Regions from separate parts of the Mus musculus genome. Here all the other regions are linked to region 4. The links are chromatin contacts, called in public Hi-C and Micro-C maps. All regions are on one chromosome and are shown on one strand. The core of a region is the stretch at or near the end of the contact, and the rest is flanking DNA. Distances in the headings are between cores, read along the strand shown. Region 1 holds the start of Nrn1 (neuritin 1). Region 2 holds the start of Tfap2a (transcription factor AP-2, alpha). Region 3 overlaps Tfap2a (transcription factor AP-2, alpha). Region 4 holds the start of Foxf2 (forkhead box F2).

The links. A called contact is a pair of places that touch in the nucleus more often than the background predicts.
Region 1: a Micro-C map of embryonic stem cells shows a contact between it and region 4, with 30 times the contacts expected there. The contact joins the promoter of Nrn1 here to the promoter of Foxf2 in region 4. A contact is called at or near these places in 2 of 39 promoter capture datasets (cranial neural crest and embryonic stem cells), 15 of 484 Hi-C or Micro-C datasets (differentiating embryonic stem cells, embryonic stem cells, epiblasts and 1 more), 3 of 115 datasets of contacts at active chromatin or transcription factors (all in embryonic stem cells) and 1 of 9 other capture datasets (embryonic stem cells).
Region 2: a contact with region 4 is called in a Hi-C map of differentiating embryonic stem cells, with 13 times the contacts expected there. The contact joins the promoter of Tfap2a here to the promoter of Foxf2 in region 4. A contact is called at or near these places in 2 of 39 promoter capture datasets (both in embryonic stem cells), 14 of 484 Hi-C or Micro-C datasets (cerebellum, differentiating embryonic stem cells, embryonic stem cells and 1 more) and 3 of 115 datasets of contacts at active chromatin or transcription factors (all in embryonic stem cells).
Region 3: a contact with region 4 is called in a Micro-C map of embryonic stem cells, with 7 times the contacts expected there. The contact joins the enhancer-like site here to the promoter of Foxf2 in region 4. A contact is called at or near these places in 5 of 484 Hi-C or Micro-C datasets (cerebellum, embryonic stem cells and stem cell-derived epiblast-like cells) and 1 of 9 other capture datasets (embryonic stem cells).

Annotation. Positions count from the first base shown.
Region 1 is chr13:36,733,054-36,735,753 of GRCm38.p6, forward strand. Nrn1 (neuritin 1) reads right to left here and starts at 1,424. Exons shown (of 3, transcript NM_153529.2): 1 at 1,183-1,424. The coding sequence starts at 1,237.
Region 2 is chr13:40,732,527-40,735,226 of GRCm38.p6, forward strand. Tfap2a (transcription factor AP-2, alpha) reads right to left here and starts at 1,269. Exons shown (of 7, transcript NM_011547.5): 1 at 1,144-1,269. The coding sequence starts at 1,194. Gm26688 (predicted gene, 26688) reads left to right here. Exons shown (of 3, transcript NR_125899.1): 2 at 885-1,254; 3 at 1,496-2,636.
Region 3 is chr13:40,716,306-40,719,005 of GRCm38.p6, forward strand. It overlaps Tfap2a (transcription factor AP-2, alpha), which reads right to left. Exons shown (of 7, transcript NM_011547.5): 7 at 1-1,098. The coding sequence ends at 810. Among named protein-coding and RNA genes, the nearest start is that of Gm26688, 10 kb to the right of the region's middle. Within about 2 kb of position 1,251, at least 15 of the 459 cell types and tissues checked have an H3K27ac peak or open chromatin away from gene starts, as enhancers often do. A contact at or near this core is called in embryonic stem cells, where this site is marked.
Region 4 is chr13:31,624,471-31,627,170 of GRCm38.p6, forward strand. It overlaps Foxf2 (forkhead box F2), which reads left to right and starts at 1,346. Exons shown (of 2, transcript NM_010225.2): 1 at 1,346-2,700. The coding sequence starts at 1,610.

The DNA.
Region 1 (2,700 bases), core at 174-2,673, 5.1 Mb after region 4:
ACCAAAAAAATCCCCCAAACAAATTCTCAAGAATATGGCAAATGCATATGGACCCCATAGAAAGAATCAGTTTTAATGCTCCGAAAGCCCCAATTTCTCTATATTTCTTATGAAGAAAAAATGTTAAGTATTTCTTCTCTTGTCCCACACAAATTCCCTGACGCACCCCTGAAATGCTGCAAGGATTTGTCTGTAAAGAACGCTCCAGCCTGGCACGAACAGTTTTCTCCATCTGCAGAATAACCACTGGGAGACTTTCTATTTTTTTCCTTTTGTCCATTCTATTAATAAGCTGCTTTAATTTCCCTTTTCAGTTACATTAATTAATGTTTCCATCCAGTATCACATAAGCGGATTCACTAGTACTTAAAACATTTGCATTTTGGATGGAAAAATATAAACTTTAAAAAAGCCTCCCAACAGTGTAGCTGAGACTCACATTCCTTAACATGAAATGGGGGGGGGGGCTAAATAAATCCATCCAATAAACCGCCACAAACAAAAATTACAAACCCACGAAAAGACAAAATGCGAACACGTTAAACCACTTTCCTGTATAAAAATAATAGAGATGCTAATCTGCCAAAAATCACAGACACACATGACCCTGAAAAAGTATATCAGTGAATATTTGGTTGATTTATCCTTCTCGGAGTAGTCTGCGGTGCCCGGAGCAAACGCTGCAGCTAAGATCTAGGGGGAGGGGCGGAGGAAGGACAAAGTTCTAAATGCTGCAGTTTGAGGGCAGCCTTAGAATATCTTTGCTTTCTGCATATAAACTTTTCAGCCCTAGCTACCTAGGCATCTTATTCCTCCCTTTACCTTTTGACCCCTCAAGATAGTATCTTGCAGTATAACAGGGGACAAATGCTACGAGCGCTCAGATCCTGTTTTAACCCCAAAGAGGGAGGAAAAAAATGGATGTGCGCTTTGGAGAAAAGGGAGAACCCCCCTTGGAAAACAGCCGGTCACACACACACACTTCCCTGCAAAAGAAATCACTTTCTTTAGGAAAACCAAACCAGAACTCCTTCCAGAGTCCCCAAGAGCTAATGCCCCGACTCAGGGAGTCTGCAGGGTTTTCTGCAACCAGCGGCAGACCCTGGCCAGCAAGTCCCCTTAGGCGCCTCTGGGGTAGGCAATCTCCGGTCGCCTACCAAGCCGTACCGGGCGGCCACTTACCTATTTGCACCGCGAGGATCAGTGAAATATATCTGCCGTTCAACTTAAGTCCCATCCTACGTTTAGTCAAACCATTTGCGACCGCAGACCTTTAAATAGTTAGTTTAGAGAACGCGGGGGAAAGCTGAAAAATAGGCATTGCCAACAAGTTCCGGGAGCGACAGAGACTTTATGCACTGGGAAGGCAGAGGGAGGAGAGAAAGAGAGGGAGCGAGGAAGAGACAGAAAGAGAGTGAGAGAGTGAGAGGCTGGGGGGGGGGGGGGAGAGCTGGGAATGGTTCACTCCATTAGGAGGGGGCGGAGGAAGTACAGCCTCACGCCCACGAGCAGGCCTGACGTGGGGGATGACACGGATTGATTTTTTTTTTTTTTTATAATATAGACACCTTGGTAGAGAATCACCATTTATAGTCATAAGACTCTGGAATTAATCAGATATCTCCAATTAATGTGCGATCTCAACGAAATCTCGCCTCTCTGTAGTGACTGATTTTCATCCCAGTGGCCACCCCCGCCTCCTCGTTCCAGGGGCCCCCAGCCCCGCCCCCTCCCTGCGCAGAATCGGGGCTCCCTCTCCTCTCCCCGCCCCGGAGACGGGGAGTCCTGGTGCGCCCACTCGATTGTTCAACCTGCTCCCTCCTTCACTGGCGCCACAACGAACCCAGACACTTCCAACCCTGCAGAGAGGTTTGGGGAGCTTTGGGCCCAGGGAGGACAGAGGGGAGAGACTCCTCCGGTCCGAATCACCCTTCTCTCGCCCTCAGTGGGGTGCAGACCCCCTCACTTGCCTACCCTAGTTTTCTCTCCAGCCCCACAGTTGAGCTCTAGGCGCAGCCTAGAGCGCGTGAGCACATAACCCGGCCCCCCAGCACACGCACACACTCACAAAAGCGCACGCCCGGGAGCGCCCCCGAGCTCGCCCGCACACTCCGCACGCGAGCGCGCGTACACACCCAGGCCCCGGGGGTTCGTTCGGCTCGCATGGGGGCCCCCAGAAATAGACTCTGCGTGCCCTCTTGTGAATGTCACTATTCGCGACGCTCACCCACCGAGGGGCATCTATACCAGGCATAGAGACACCTATTTTAGGGGGTTGGAAAGGCTGTCGGGCAAGAAGCCTAGGCTAGGGTAAATTTCGGTTTCTTGTGGTTTACAAACTCTTCGCGCTTTAGGAAATTTCCAAGGCAAGCTCTGGTGTACAACTCCTTTCTGGGGCCTCCTGAAGTCATCTGTAGGGTCACACTGACATGTTGATACACGCACCCACGTCCATCACGTACACACCCAGACCCACACACACCTGCGCTCTTTATTTTATTTTTTGATGATCCAGCACTGACTGCAGTAAAGAAATATCTCTTCAGCTGCGTTCGTGCAAGGTCCTGTAGTGGATCGTGTAAGATGGAAAAATAATCAGGGCTACTTCTTAAATGAAATTAAGTTTTGATTTTTTTTCTCCTTTTCTGCAATGCACCACACCCTCTTTCCCAGTCTGAATTCTAGCGTCTTTAATCAAAT
Region 2 (2,700 bases), core at 19-2,518, 9.1 Mb after region 4:
CCGAAAGGGGGGGGGGGGGAAGAAAGAAAGACAGACAGACAGACAGACAGACAGACAGACAGACAGAAAGAAAGAAAGAAAGAAAGAGAGAACAGCGAAAGTCAAGGCTACTACAGATTTGGATAATCACGGGCTTCCCACCCCTCCGTCACACCACTCGCTGATCAGCCCCTTTCAGTGGGGTATGAAAAAAAAAAAACCCACACACACACAACAGGCTGAGGCCATCCCTCCCCCACCCCCCGCACAAGCCGTTGGTTCTTTTTTCATGCCTCCCTGACTGTCCCAAAAGTTATGCTCTGAGGCTCTGGGTTTTAAAATGGGTTCCCAAGGGACGGCCCTCTCTCTGATCCCAGCGGACTATCGGCAACTGGAGACGATCGGCTGTCGCCCCAGGATTTTCAGGGTCCCGCCGCTAAGCACTGGCAGGTAGAAGGGGGATCCCTCCCCCGTCCCCGACTCCCAGAGGCCGGTAACGCACCCACACCCAACCACCACCACGGGGTGTGTCCACCCCGAAGCTCGGCGGGAGAAACTCCTTAGAACTTCAAGGACTATAGCAGCTAAAGAGTGACACCAAGGGCTGACGTGTGGGCTCCCAAGCCGAACGTGCTTTACAGGTCAGGGCGAAGTGTGTGCGCCCTTCTCCAAATGCAAGAAGGGAACGTCTTTAGGGAGAAAGAAAAGAATGAATGAAAAAGGGGGTATTAATGTCAGGGAGGGAGTGAAAGGGGGGACATGGTTTTATTTTCTTCCTGCTACTGTAGGCACCCCCAGGATCTCGCTCAAACACACCAGAGTGCACAGGCACGTGCCCAGTTGCCAGCTTTTTTTTTTTTTTTTTTTTTTTTAAATCCAAGCTCTTCTCTTCCTTCCACTCTCAGGCAGAACCAAAAGTAACCAGGAGAAAAGGGGAAAGAGTGGAACACGAGCTTCGAAAGACAAAAGTGAAAGAACCGAGATCCATGTCCACTATCTCCAGCGTCTCCCCTGTGCTATTCGGGCGACATGGAGGGGTGGGAGCTGCGCGGGTGTTAAGTTTGTCCCACTCGCATTTCGCGTGGAGAGAAGGAGGAGGAGGAGAGGGAGGGTCGATCTCCAAGCCTGTGGCCGCAAGGATGACTGAGTCGGCGCCGCGCTTACCTCGCAGTCTTCGTACTTGATATTATCCGTCAGTTTCCAAAGCATTTTCATGGATCGGCGTGATCGGATTTGCCCCTCTGCGCCTCGCACCCCAGCGGAGCTACTCTCTGGGTTAGCGCAAAGTGCGGGCTGCGGGCGGTGAGCAAAAGAGGAGGAGGGGGGGAGGAGGAGAGGAGGGCGAGGAGGAGGAGAAGGGTAGGAAGGGGGAGGAGGAGGTGGAGGTAGAGGAGGAGGAGGGCCAGGAGAAGGGCGAGGAGGGAGGAGGAGAGAAGGGTTAGAGAGCTCCCGTGTGCGCTCGGAGATCTCCCTCTAATGGTAGAAACTTTTCCCTTTTCCTGCTCCTCGCGAACAGCCTAATCGCCTCATTAGCATATCAACAATAGTCCAATTGCTCGCCAGGACCACAATCTGCCGCCGGCCGCTCCGACCCAGGTATAAAGGCCTCTTCTAGCCGCTAACTTGCTCCTAGAGCACTTGCCTGCATGCCAGCCTGCAAGCCCAACAACTCTTCCTAGAGCTCCAGCACCCTCCCTGTTCGAGCGTCCCCTATCCCCAATTTCATCTCTTTCCCCTTCGCCTGTCTTCGGGTCCTGCTAGCCAAAGATGCTTTGGATAAAGCTCTGTACTACGCAGGGTACCAGCGGCGGCGCCTAGGGACCAACTTTTAGTACCCCACCTCCCACTCTTACTACAACCGCCACTATCTGCCTTTCGTCCCCGTCCGATTTTATTAGAAATCATTATCCCTTTCGCAATGAACCGTAGCCACCAAACCAGGACCAGCAAAGTCACTCCAAGAATTTTGCCCAACTAGAGATCGCCTCCGCTCACGGCTGTTACCCCCTCGGGCTGCAGCGCCCTGGGAGTTTTATTAGCTTTGCGCTCCCCCCTCCCCCCAGGTTGGAGATTCTGCCAGCCGGCTCCGGTGGCTCGGTTGGGGTTTGCGATCTCTTAATTGCTACGTGTAAAATAAAAGTTGTACCCTGAAGAGGTTACTCGACAGATCCGGGGGTTAAATGATTTTCCTCCGGTTTGTATGAAGCTGAATCGGACTGACTATTCATCCGGGCGTTTGGACTGTAAGGTTTCCCAGGTGCAACGTGGACAACAACACAGAATTCGGATGGGGATGCACAACCCCTTCTGGAGTGAGCCAAACCGCAGACCCATGAGCTCCTGCGACTCTCCATGCGGTGTCGTACATGCATCAAAATAAAACATTAGGAACCAACTCTTCCTGTGCAAATCGGCTCCAGTTTTCCCAAGATTCTCCTTTTTAATTAAAGAAGGACGCGACCCTTTATGACTTGATGTTACTAACGCCGGCGTTTTGGCGGCGCAATGGCCGGCTGGTGAAGAACCTGAAGGCAGGAGACACCCCTTCCCCAAGTTGGCCACTCCTGACTCCGCCCAGGGGCTTACTCACTCCACCGGGACCCTTCCTCCCTTACTGCAATTATTCTAAAGTAAGATATTAAAAAAAAAAAAACACTAAAGACTTTAATGTGACACTCTGATATAGAGGGATTTCTCTGGCTGAGTTTTCCCACTAGCACT
Region 3 (2,700 bases), core at 1-2,500, 9.1 Mb after region 4:
CAAACCTTGGATTTCTAAGTAAAACCACATGAAGAACTAACAGGGAGGATCCAAAGCCCACTAAACAGGAGGTAAACGAGATCACCAGATAAATAAAAAAAGGTTTAAAACAGACTCACCATATTTACAAATCCCATTAAATTACACATAAATAAATATATACAGAGACGTGAACACTGATTCCCTTATAGAATTGTGGATTGTGTCATCAGAGGAAGTTCAAGTGGGTGGTTGTACCTTGCAGAAGACAACTTCTACAACTGAAGACAGGACATAGAACTTCTGTATTTGTGTTCAAGTTTATTCACAATACTGATAAAAAATGTCATTATCCTCTTTGCCTTTTTTTTTAAAAGTATGGCTACAATCTGAAGTACGCAAGGGAAGGCGATGAGTTAGTCCCATGAAGCTCATATACTTTTTAAATTTTTTAACGTCCTTTTTAAAAAAAAAAAGTTTTAATGTTTGTTGTCGATTTGATTAAAAAAAAAAAAGGTTCACAAACGCGACAGAACTTTTCTTTGCTGGCTTCACGACCTGTTCTGTTCTCTTAGGCTCCACACGAGGGTAAAGGGGGTGTTGGTACTGATGGGGAAGTTGAGGCAAGGCGCTGAGTAGGCAGCGGCTGCCCCACTGGCAGTCGAGAGAGCAATCCGGAGGACTCCGGGGACGAAGGGCGGCGCGGCAACGCAGAGTAGCAGCAGCAGTAGGAGTGGCTGGTCCCGGAGCTGTCACCTGCCGGGTGGGGGAGGGGCGAGTGGGGGGACGCGGGCCGGTGAGGCGGGCGGGGGCGGGGCGGGAGGAGAGCCTCACTTTCTGTGTTTCTCTTCTTTGTCACTGCTTTTGGCGCTGTTGTCCGTGTGGCTGTTGGGGTTGTTGCTGAGGTACATTTTGTCCATGGCCTTGAGGGCCTCGGTGAGATAGTTCTGCAGGGCCGTAACCGCTGCACACACCGCCGGGCTGCCGAAGCCATGGGAGATGAGGTTGAAGTGGGTCAAGCAACTCTGGATGCCAGGCTCCAGGATAGGATTGGGCCGCGAGTTCCCCAGGGGAGATCGGTCCTGAGCCAGCAGGTCAGTGAACTCTTTGCAGATCTGTCTGCAGTGGAACAGAGACAGAAGTGAAAGCTCCCATCAGGCCTTAGTGGTAGTGAGAAACCATCGCTCCCTGAAGTTACCTCAGCCATCCAGCCCACCTTCCCCCACTCAGGACTCAAGGCCAGTCACTCAGAATAACAAAGCCTGTCACTTCTAAACCAACACTCCTCCCTTAAATGAATACCCTTCCTACTTCAAAAAGACCTCCCCTTCTCTCCCCACCTCCAACCCTCAGCCCTGACAAACTTCTGCCTACACCTTTCTCACAGCAAACACCCTGAACACAGGAAAGCATTTCACAGGCAAAGAAAAGTTACACCGGAAGTGAAAAACACAAGTATCCCTCTTCAGTATTCTAGAAATGCCAGGCTTGTTCTTCAAAATATCACCAGAGCCTGCTCCCCACATCCCTAAAGGAACCACAATAAAAGCTGGTGGAATGGGGTCTCCTCTCATTCACCTTCAAACCAGATGAGACTTGAATTTAGGCAGAAAGGCAAACTTTGCTTTTTCAAAACAACAGCAGGCCCCGGGGAGAGAACTCACACTTGACCACACCACACACACACACACACACACACACACACACACACACACACAAGGATCTGCCTTTGGATGCTCAGAATTTATGTAAGAATCTAGCTTGGAGGCTTATGTCTTTAACCCCAGCGCTGGATCAGAGAGATAGTGGGATCTCTCTGATTTGCTGGGCAGCCATTTTAGTCCAAATAGTGAGCTCTGGGGTCAGTGACAGACTGTCTCTAAGACTAAAGTGGGGAGCCATAGAGAGAGCTACCTCAGCACACAGGAAGTTTGTCTGGTCCTGGAAGCCAGCAGTAGCAGAGGCCTTCCTGAGGTTGCTACAGCCCATGGAGGGAGGGTGTGTGTGTGTGTGTGTGTGTGTGTGTGTGTGTGTGTGTGTGTGTGTGTATAAGCCTATCACTAGGCCAGAAACTGTCCCACACAAGGCCTCTCTCTGCCTCTTAACTCTCTGCTGCGGTGCCCTTCGGTGACACCAGCTTTTGATAATTGAGGACTTCTAAACAAGCCTTTTAATTTCCAGCAAACATATCAAGACAGTCATTTTTCTTTTCAACCTAGAGAAGTCAATTCAGCCCAGGCACTTTGGGAATATAACTTGGGCCATCTTGAAACCCTGAGATGATAGCTTGCCAGTTAACTAAAACTTACAGAGTTACATAGTATACATAGTATAGTATAACTATGTAACTCTGTCTCTGAGTCTCTCTCTCTCTCTCTCTCTCTCTCTCTCTCTCTGTGTGTGTGTGTGTGTGTGTGTGTGTGTGTGTAAGAGAGAGAGAGGATAGAAACTGGGATTAGAGGTAAGAGTAGAGCTGTTGCTGGACGGCACATTTTGTAGGCCGAGTTAGCCTCTGCCTTTCAGAACACAGTGATAGAGAGAAAACCCAGGCAAGCCTAGTTGGTAGCCCTGTGAGGATTTGATTCTGACTTTTTCTGAAGCAACACAAATCCATACTCTTTCAGTGAAACCCCCGGCTGCAAACCACACACATCCACATTCATTTAAAAGTCAACACAGAAAGAGACAGACTTTAGGAAGAACACAGAAAACACAGGGACA
Region 4 (2,700 bases), core at 96-2,595:
GGCCAGGCCACCAGCCCTGGTGTGGTCAGGCCTCCTTCAGCTTGCAACTCGCTTTGCAGCCCCTGTCCGGGGTCAGACTACATTTCCCCGCACGTGTAATCCAATAACTAACTGTCGGGTCTCATTGGAATGATTTCTCCCGAGGGCCATCTCTCTCTGAGCCGACTCTTACTTAGAGGAATAAGCCACAACTGGAGGAGTGTTCTCGAATGGAGGGAGCTGGGCCACGGAACATAGGGAGTGGGGGGGGGGTGCACCGGAAGACAGACGCTGTAAACCCACTGGCAGCTGTGCAGACCTTCCTTGTTGATAATAAATACAACTATCTCCTTACTCAGGGTCTCTCTTGCTCTCTCTCAGCATGAAGTGGAAATGACAAGTCAGTGGAAAATGGAAGCAAATAAAAAACCGAATCCATTCGACTCAAAAGAGTGTCTAAGAGGTGGCCCCAGGTTTCTCCACCCAAACCCCTTGCTCAGCTGACAATCTGTTCATAACTGCCCCGGGCACAGCTCAAGGGCGTCCAGTGTTTGCCCTCTGCTGTGACCTCTCAGAAGCCTGCATGTCCAGCCAGAGAGAGAGAGAGAGAGAGAGAGAGAGAGAGAGAGAGAGAGAGAGAGACCCGGAGTTGGCACGTTACCTTGGGACGTCTGGCACCCTGGCGTGTGGCTGAGGGCAGCACTGCCTAAATGAAGTTGACAGATGGTGTCAGTTCGGGCACTGGGGACCGTGGCTAAGGAAGCTCTTCCAGGGCACAGTCTCCCCAAGACTCAGCCCCCACAGGGTCCGGCGGGGGTGGAGGAGGGGCAGGGTGTGTCCGGGCACGGATCGCTAGGTTGGGGGCACTTCTGGGATAGGATACGGGCTGCTGGAAGGAACAGAGAATGAATTGCTGAAGTTAGGAGTAATCGAGTCTGGCCAAGGTTGGGAGTTCTCCCTGCTGAATGCGGGTGTATCTGCGGCTTTGAAGAGGACAGACTGGGAAAGGGAAAGAGCCCCGAGAGGAATTAGTAGTGCCAGCAGGACCCCGGAGAGTCCGGGAGGCGATAAGAGCAGGAGCCCGCCGCCAGGTCCAGAGGGGGAGGAGTGACGCGAGCCCTGTGCGCCCTCCCCGTGGCGGGCGGCGCGGAGCAAGGAGGGGGCAGGGCGGGGTGGGGTGGAGGGAGGGAGCGAGGGAGGGAGGGAGCGAAGCTGCCGCGGGGAGGGCGCGCCAGGGAGGAAGTCCAAGAGACAGAGAGAAGAGCACTCCTGAAAGAAGACGACGGGCTAGTCCCCGGGGTCCGGGCTGAGGTCTTGGCTCGAGGGCGCAGCTGTCCAGCTCTGGGCAGCGTCGCCTCAGTGGCTTAGGAGACGGTTGCGCAAGGAGCCGGCCGGAGGCTCGGAAGAGGGATGCGCGGGGCGTTGCCTCCGACCCGCCGCCGCCGCCGCCGCCCGAAGCCCCAGAGGAGCTGAGGGAGGCGACGCCGAAGCGCTGGCCCGCAGTGGCCCGGGCTGCAGCGCGGCCGGCGCAGTAGGGCACTCGCCCGATTTGTGGACCGACCCGGCTCCGGCGCCGCCGATCCCGGTCCGGGGTCCGCCCCCCAGGCCCGGCCTCGTTCCCGATTCCCAGATGAGCACCGAGGGCGGGCCTCCGCCACCCCCGCCGCGCCCGCCGCCTGCCCCACTCCGCCGCGCGTGCAGCCCGGCGCCCGGCGCGCTCCAGGCCGCCTTGATGAGCCCGCCACCCGCCGCCACCCTGGAGTCCACTTCGTCGTCGTCATCATCATCCTCTGCCTCCTGTGCCTCGTCCTCTTCTAACTCCGTCAGCGCCTCGGCCGGTGCTTGCAAGAGTGCGGCTAGCAGCGGCGGCGCGGGCGCCGGGAGTGGAGGCACCAAGAAGGCAACCTCGGGGCTGCGGCGGCCGGAGAAGCCTCCTTACTCGTACATCGCGCTCATCGTCATGGCCATCCAGAGCTCGCCCAGCAAGCGCCTGACGCTCAGTGAGATCTACCAGTTCCTACAGGCGCGCTTCCCCTTTTTCCGTGGCGCCTACCAGGGCTGGAAGAACTCCGTGCGCCACAACCTCTCGCTCAACGAGTGCTTCATCAAGCTGCCCAAGGGCCTCGGGAGACCTGGTAAGGGCCACTACTGGACCATCGACCCGGCCAGCGAATTCATGTTTGAGGAGGGTTCGTTCCGCCGCCGGCCGCGCGGCTTCAGGCGGAAGTGCCAGGCTCTCAAACCCATGTACCATCGCGTGGTGAGCGGCTTGGGCTTCGGGGCCTCGCTGCTGCCCCAGGGCTTCGACTTCCAAGCGCCCCCGTCGGCGCCTCTGGGTTGCCACGGTCAAGGCGGTTATGGTGGCCTCGACATGATGCCCGCGGGCTATGATACAGGGGCGGGTGCTCCGGGCCACGCGCATCCACACCACCTCCACCACCACCACGTCCCCCACATGTCGCCCAACCCGGGCTCCACCTATATGGCCAGCTGCCCGGTGCCCGCAGGTCCTGCGGGCGTCGGTGCGGCAGCGGGTGGCGGCGGTGGCGGCGGGGACTATGGGCCGGACAGCAGCAGCAGCCCTGTGCCCTCATCCCCGGCTATGGCAAGCGCCATTGAGTGTCACTCGCCCTACACTAGCCCTGCGGCACATTGGAGCTCGCCTGGCGCTTCACCTTACCTCAAGCAGCCGCCTGCCCTGACGCCAAGCAGTAATCCCGC